2 separate regions of the Sus scrofa genome follow, and region 2 is linked to region 1. The links are chromatin contacts, called in public Hi-C maps. All regions are on one chromosome and are shown on one strand. Each heading gives the region's core, a stretch centred on a gene start, on an enhancer-like site or on the middle of the called end of the contact. The rest is flanking DNA. Distances are from core to core; before and after follow the strand shown. Region 1 has its middle 50 kb from the start of NDFIP1. Region 2 holds the start of FGF1 (fibroblast growth factor 1).

Region 1 (3,828 bases), core at 492-2,991:
GGTATTTAGTGTCATCTTTCCAGGCCTTCTGTAGACGATTTGAGGGGTGATGAGAGATGTAACAGAATGCACATAGGTTTCCATAGATGATTGGTGCACTTCAAAAATTTTGTTTTGCACGTCTTTAAGCCTAAATAGCACTTAGAAAAGCCTGTAAGGCAGATAAGGTGGATTGAGTGAGACCATTTGCTAAACTGCCAGTACCAAAGGAAAGTACTTAAGGCTTAACTTTCCCTTTGCAGATATATATGTACCTTTTTTTTTTTTTTTTTTTTTTTGCTTTTTAAGGCCACACCCCACAGCATATGGAGGTTCTCAGGCTAAGGGTCGAATCAGAGCTACAGCTATCAGCCTATACCACAGCAACACAGGATCCCAGCCGCATCTGTGACCTGCACCACAGCTCATGGCAATGCCGGATCCTTCACCCACTGAGCGAGGCCAGGGATCGAACCCACAACCTCACGGTTCCTGGTCAGATTCGTTTCCGCCGCGCCACAACGGGAACTCCAGTAACTTTGGCACGTGTGTGGTTGTACTCCTTCAGAGCACCCACAACAAGTGCTCTTTGACAGGGAACTTCAGGTTCCCCACAGGCTCTGCTGCTAAAGTGGGGGGCGTCTCAGCTGCGCCAGGAATTCTTGAACGTGAAGGTAAGTGCAGGTTGAGAGTAGAAACTTTTCTGGAGGAAAAGAGAGCTCCAGAAACGGATTCTAGATCATTCTAAAAAGAGGCTCTCGGGAACAAACACGACTAGGATCCATGAGGATGCAGGTTCGATCCCTGGCCTCGCTCAGTGGGTTAGGGATCCAGTGTTGCCGTGAGCTGTGGTGTAGGTCGAAGATGCAGCTCGGATCCCTCGCTGCTGTGGCTGTGGTGTAGGCCAGTGGCTACAGCTCCAATTCGACCTCTAGCCTGGGAACCTCCATGTGCCTCGGGTGTGGCCTTAAAAAGCAAAAAAAATAAAATAAAAAGAGGTTCTTTTAGAACCCAGTCCATTCTCTTGCCTACAAGTCTATGACCTGGAAAGACTGCTCTTCAGACCATCTGAGTGGAGGGCATCTTCCTGGGGACAGTTGCCCTGTCGGGCCATTTGAAAGCGTCCCATCTGCTGCGTGGCATTTTGATCAGCTCAGCCCTCTCGTTATAGGGGCTAATTTGTCATTTGTAGACTAGATGTATCACTCAAGTTTTGTTTGGATCCCCGTTTTTGCTTAAAAGTCTTTTTTTCTCTGCCAAAAGAGCCTTGCTTTCCGATTTTGAGAGTTTTAATTCACGTGGCAACGCGACTACAATATAAACGTAAGTGCAAGTCTTTTAAACCTGACTCTAGAGTCTACGAAGCATAGAGAATCCTCTTGCATTTGGGGCAGGATTTCATCCAGGGCAGAAACGGAGATGTGGCTGCGGGAGAGAGTGCGCTGCTCCTCCTGCTCTAAAAGGGATTCATTTTTGTCATTTATGTGAGAATTGAAATGCTTCACCAACGTCCTAATCCTTGTGTGACGGCAGGTTTCTAAACACCAAAACTGAGAAAAGTGGTTTCCTTAAGTCTTACAAAGACAAATCTTGGACCGCTGGGAAGATGGTATTCATTGCTGTTCATTACTGGTCTGGAAGCTTCACCCGGTCCGTCAAGAGCTTCAAAACAAAACAAAACACCCACCCTCAAATAGAGAGGGTGACTTCTCGCCCCGAAGCATTGTCAGCTCAACTGCAGAACTGAGGAAGTGCTGCCTTTGCCTCTGAAAGCCGCCTGACTGTCTCCTGAAGTTCCTCCGGAGCTGCACCCAGTTTTCACCTTGCTGGTTGGGGTCCCTTTTGCCGAGAGCGCCGTCCCCCCTTGAAGCCCGAACTTCCTGAGCTGGGCGGAGGGGACGGGAGCCAACCTATTATCGTAGCTCGGCTCCAGTTACACTTGACGAAGCAGCCTTCTTGGCATTTGCACTAGAGTCAGCCTAAAATGTGCCCTCAGTGAGGTTTTCGAAAGAATTTTGCCGGTTGCTTCCTGATTCCATGTCTGTCTGGACAGGACGTTTCTCAGGCTGTATTTGGCAGTCGCTGGGGGGAGAGGTCTTTCTGGCCGTTCGAGTGTGCTGGTTTTTTCCTCTGATTATCGACAGTGAGGATTATATTCATGATGTATTTCCAGTTTGTATTTTAACTGGGGTTGCAGGCATATTACTAAGCAAGATCAGTGCTTTTCCTACCTGTAACTGCTGGCATTATTTGTTTCTCTAGAGTTCTTTTAAATAGTGGGCATTGGTGGGCAAGAGAAAGCAAAGTTAGCAGTCCGCTTTTTTCTAGGCTTGGCTCGGTGACTCTCAGACCTGCAGTCCGTGCCCCCACGGTCATGTGTGTGAGAAAGCCTTCTTGGGGGTAGTTGTACATGTCTTTCCTCTGGCCGCATTTGTCGGGGGTGGGGGGGTTCATCTGTATGTAGGTCTCCCAACTCCTTTTGGCCTTAAGGCCGTCTCTAGATCTAGGTGTTGAAACCAGACTTATGTTGTTCCCTTTTGTGGGGGCTGCATGCAGAAGTTCCCAGGCCGGGGACTGACCTCGAGCCATAGCGGTGACAACACTGGATCCTAAACCCACTGAGCCACCAGGGAACTCCCTCATGGGCATTTTCCTAGTACCCGTCCTGTGGGATTATAATTGGTCACATCGGGTTCCTGCAGCAGTTCCCCAGAGCTTCCAGAGAAGGGTCATGGGTAAGTACTCCTCTCAGACCTTCACTTTCCAGAGAAGACAGCTACAGAGCAGGTTTACCTACTTCAGATGAAGAGTTAATTGCTAGCTGGATAACATTAATGACACATTTTAGTTGGATAAAATTAATAATAAAATTAATGATTTTATTAAATTAATAAAATTCATATTTGTTTTATTTTTATATTTTTATAATTTTATGTTTTATGATTTTATTATTAAATTAATAATAACTTATCAATATATAATCAATAGTTGGATAAAATTAAGAACTATTTTGTTTCCATGTAGGGCTTCTCAAAGCGCATGCTACCATATTCTTTTTATGGTAAGACCACGGAAAGGAATGTGTCTGCAGAGCCACGAGGAGAGTAATTTCTAAGTATTTGCTTGGCTAAGAGGGATTGTGGACTCTTCCTTGGAGGCCTTTAAAAACAGGAGTTCCCGTCGTGGCACAGTGGTTAACGAATCCGACTCGGAACCATGAGGTTGCGGGTTCGATCCCTGGCCTCGCTCAGTGGGTGAAGGATCCGGCGTTGCCGTGAGCTGTGGTGTAGGTCACAGACGCGGCTCGGATCCCGCATTGCTGTGGGGGTGGTATAGACCAGCAGCTACAGCTCCGATTCGACCCCTAGCCTGGGAACCTCCATATGCCGTGGGTGCAGCCCTAAAAAGCAAAAAATAAAATAAAAATATATATATAGGGTAGCTCTTCCTCTGCTTGCAGCGGTTTAAGGGTAAAGGAAAAGGAGTGGATTAGCAGGCCCCTCAGGTCCCCAGGAGCTCTAGAGGTGTGTATGTGGCCCACGTCCGTGGCAGACTGTCCGTGGCAGTTCGTTTGGCAGATGCCACGTCTGCCGCTCCCTTGGCTGTGGGGCCCTTCTGCGAGCCCTGCCCTCCGTAGGCCGCGGGAGGGAAGGGAGCATGTCTGTACCGTAAACCTAATTCGGGCGGCGGATGACCTGCTACTACATTAGAAAAAAAATCCAGTAACCCAAAACGTTGTGCTTTGTCCGAATCCCCAAATGAGGAACCACAAAAGCCCCTTCTAGAGTCTGAAGTCATCTTCAACCTTTGTATGTCAGGAAGGAATTTTATTTAGATGTCATTCCCTCA
Region 2 (3,828 bases), core at 906-3,405, 500 kb after region 1:
GTGCTGGGGGCAGGGCTGTCCGGGTTCAGGAGTGGAGAGGGCAGGAGAGACTGGAGGGGCCAGAGGAGTCCAGCCCATAAAGGCTGGAGGGTTCACATCACAGAGCAGAGGGAGACAGCAGCGGGCAGGGGCGGGAGGGAAAGGGGACACCCATGGGAGCACGGGCGGGGGGGGGGGCCCGGTGGGTGTAGGCATGGGGAGCAGTCTGGGGACTGAGCCAGAGACAAACCTTCTGGTGTCTTTCCCACTCTCAGGGTCCCTAGGAAAGACAGGCCATGGGGTCTGCCAGGCACCTGTTCAGTAGACAGTCACGTGCCCTATGAGACTTTCTGTCACTAAGACATTTTTGTGGACGGAAAGAGGGAGGAAGGAGGAGGAGTTATGTTGGAGGAGTTTTGGCTCTTCATCCAGACAGCCCACCAAAAACGCAGCAGAAAATGGTAAGCAGGGACCTCGGCAGTCCTGCAGCCAGCCCCCTCGATTGTCTTTGGGGACCCCCGCCCGTCATCACTCTCAGGGCATGTGCTTTGGGGTGGAGATGACCAGACCCCATGGCAGGGCTGGGTGCAGTACCCACACTGGCTCTGTGAAACGTGACCCTGAGAGTCTAGCTAGAACTGCAGGGAAGGGGAGCACCGTTCTTGAAGGGGGGCTGTGCCCCCAGGGTGCAGCCTGGAGCGGCTGGCCGCCACCCTGCCCCCAGGATAGGTGAGCCTCCCGGGGAACAGAATGACGCAGGGACACAGAGCCAACAAATGCAGAGAGACAGATTCAGGGTGCCATTGCCTAGGCACCTGGACCCCACCTTCCCAAACCCCTGGCCTTGCCAGTTGCCTAAGTCTCTTCCAACTGGATTTCAGTCCATTGTCCCTAAAAGAATCTTGACATAGTCAAGGAGGTACCTTGTTCCTACCAACATTTTATTGGTTTACCCTCAGCATAGCTATTTGTGGTCCCTAGTGAGGGGCGGTGCGTGTCTCGGAAAAACAGTGCATGTGCCCAAGTGATGGAGACTTTAGCCCGTATCCCAGAAGCGGTGCAGGCACCTGTCCCAGGCTTGGGAGGCAGAGACTAGAGAAGGAAGAAACCATGGCTCCACAAAATTTCTCCCTTCTTCTTTGTCCCTGGGCTCTGCTTTCAGAGCAGTTCTTCCCAAACCCTTGATGTATTCCTTCTTGTTCACAACCAAAGAAATGAATTCTTGGATCTGTTAAGAATATTTTGCAGGGTTCCAAGACATCAGGAAGAGATAGGGTAAGAGGCGGGGGAGGAAGCTCTGCAGACCACATTTGCATTTTCTCCTTTTTGCCCAATGACAAGGGTTCAGCTGGCATCCTTTTGTTTATTTCCTATTTGAGGCAGAGCTTTTCAAAGCTAGACATTAACGTGACTGTAATGGAATCTGTCTAATGGTTCTTCGGAGAAATGTCTTCTTGGATCTCAGCAAAGATAATTCACTTGGTAGGAACCCCTTCCTGCTTCCCTGCTAAGCATTAGACTCACCCAGTTCTTTCTGGAAGCAGGCTGGCCTCCGAGTGAGAGAGGAGAGTGCAGGAATGTTTTACCCCAGCATCCATCACATAGACTCACCCCCGCCACGGACTCAGATCAGGGAGGAGAAGAGGGAGAAGGGGCGTGTGGAGAGCATGCATGCTGAGCATAAGCCTGAAGCCAGGCAGAACGTCCACCGCAATCTGAGCCCCCTGGAGAAACAGGCGCACTCACCTTGGAGCTTTGGCTCTGGGGCGCTTTCTCTCTGGGGCGACGGCAGCTGCGACAGCCTACAAGGTCCACACTGTCCTAGCAGGTCCACTGCAGGCCAGCTGGGCTGCGGCAGGAGGAAGGGATTTCCCATCCTCCATCAGCAGGGAGTGTCCTTCACCAAAGGAGGCGATGCCCTTTTTCCCTGGAGTGCGGGCGGCTGGGTCTGCGGTCCTCTCTCTCCCGCTCCCTCACTGCTGTGACTGGGGCTCGAGGGGGCCCCAGAGAAGGGGCTGCCTGCAGACGGCAGCCCACGCCCGCCCTGATCCAGGTCGTTGGTTCCCCAGCCTTGGGGAGCCCCGAGAGGGAGGCAGGGGAGTGTATGGTGAGGCCACGCTCCCAGGGCCCTGACCAGGGTGGCTGGGGCACTCACAGAAAGTCCAAGGGCAAGTCCTTGTGCATTTATTTCTCCCCCCTCTCATGTGATTTTATTTTTGGACCAAACACAGAAGCTATTTGGGGGCTGGATAGATGCCAGATGAAAGGACAGATGTCCCATCCAAGCTGTCTCCGAGCCACTTTTGGAACCGGCCCGGTTACCTTTCCCTGTGCAAGGCGGAAGGGCAGCCAGAGGGTCTTTCTCCCCAGGTCACTTTTAGTATATCCGAGCAGCTAGTTCAGATTCCTAACTTTATTTCCACCAGCTCATCCCCACCCTTTGAGGATTCAGGAAGGATATGTGTCATGAGCAAAGTCACTGCTTTGTACTGCATTCCTACCGTCAACACACTTCTGGCTGCAGACATAAGAGCCCCTCTTAGCAACCTCGGGCGGGGGGTGTGAGCATGTGACGAGTCAGGCTCGAACCCTGAATCACAGAGATGCTGGCTGTTTCCCCTGGCTGTTTCTGCTTTTAACTCCTAAGCTTGTAAAACTTTAAATATTTAAGGAACTTGGATTTTCACCTCTGATCCTTCCTCTCCAGACCTGCCTGGGAAGCTGGGAAGCCCTCCTGCCTGACAAAATGCCACCTGCCCATCCTCCTCTTCGCGCCATCAGCATGGTTGTTTCTAGAGCCCTGACAGCTCTGCCAGAGGGGCAGAGGCCAGGGAGGGTGAGCTCGCAGAGCGGCAGCTTGCTGCCACTTTGCTCCCTGTCTCCTGAAGCTATAAATTATTGAGACTTCACTGTTGTTTTCATTTCTTTAAGAAGAAAAACAAAAACGTCCATGGTTGATTCATACCCATGACGTCACTCTTCAATTTCTTCCCCCAAACACAGTTTCTTGAAGGGGAAAAAGAATAAGGGTTTTCATCTGTGTCCAGTCCCAGGCCCTGATTCTTGGTACAGGATGGAGAGTCTCTGGCCTCCAGTCTCCATGAAGCCAGTTTCCTATGAATAATTCACTGTGCAAACACACACACCAGAGAAGACTGGGCTGGGCCGCCCAGGCTGGGCTCGCCACTGCCTCCAGGGGAAATTGCCCTTTCTGTCTACTGCCCTGGGGAGGAGCCAGGGAGATGGAGCCTAACAGCTTGTCCAACACTGCCCTCTGCTGGCCACTAGCATGATTCGCCCCAGGATGGTGGTTTTCAAGACTTTCCAATGGGCACCCGGGGTGGGGGGGGTTATTTTTAGAGAACCACTTTCCAGGTTCCCCGTTTCTTTAGGTACTTTTTCATAAAACTGGCTTGCCTGAGAACATGCCTGTGTTCCTAATAATCCTTCCCCTACTGGAAAGCATCCCCCTCACTCTTCACAAACCTAAGGAACCTTTGCCTCAAATATAGAAACCTCTAAGTTCACATTCTCAAACTGGAAGCTTCCTTTAATAATTGAATTCAGCTTCCCTCAATAACTAAGGCAGTTTTTATTTAACAACTTTGTCTCTTCTGTCCCTTGAATTTGAGGGAGAGCACTGTGAAAGCAAACTGTAGAGGATATTAGAGGCAGTAATGATGGGAGTTCCTCTCATGGCACAACAGAAACAAATCTGACCAGCATCCACAAGGACGCAGGTTCGATCCCTGGCCTCACTCAGTGGCTTAAGGATCTGACGTTGCTGTCAGCTGTGGTGTAGGTCGCAGATGCAGCTCGGATCCCACGTTGTTGTGGCTGTGGTGCAGG

Evidence for each region. Hi-C and Micro-C count contacts between places; a contact is called where the count stands out from the background.
Region 2: a contact with region 1 is called in a Hi-C map of liver, with 2.6 times the contacts expected there. The contact joins the promoter of FGF1 here to the enhancer-like site in region 1. A contact is called at or near these places in 4 of 5 promoter capture datasets (fetal liver, fetal skeletal muscle, liver and 1 more), 18 of 47 Hi-C or Micro-C datasets (embryonic fibroblasts, epiblast stem cells, fetal heart ventricle and 9 more) and 1 of 2 datasets of contacts at active chromatin or transcription factors (skeletal muscle).

The regions. Positions count from the first base shown.
Region 1 is chr2:143,737,035-143,740,862 of Sscrofa11.1, forward strand. No RefSeq gene overlaps it. Among named protein-coding and RNA genes, the nearest start is that of NDFIP1, 50 kb to the left of the region's middle. Within about 2 kb of position 1,742, at least 8 of the 83 cell types and tissues checked have an H3K27ac peak or open chromatin away from gene starts, as enhancers often do. A contact at or near this core is called in liver and subcutaneous adipose tissue, where this site is marked.
Region 2 is chr2:144,239,190-144,243,017 of Sscrofa11.1, forward strand. FGF1 (fibroblast growth factor 1) reads right to left here and starts at 2,156. Exons shown (of 6, transcript XR_002341962.1): 1 at 1,726-2,156.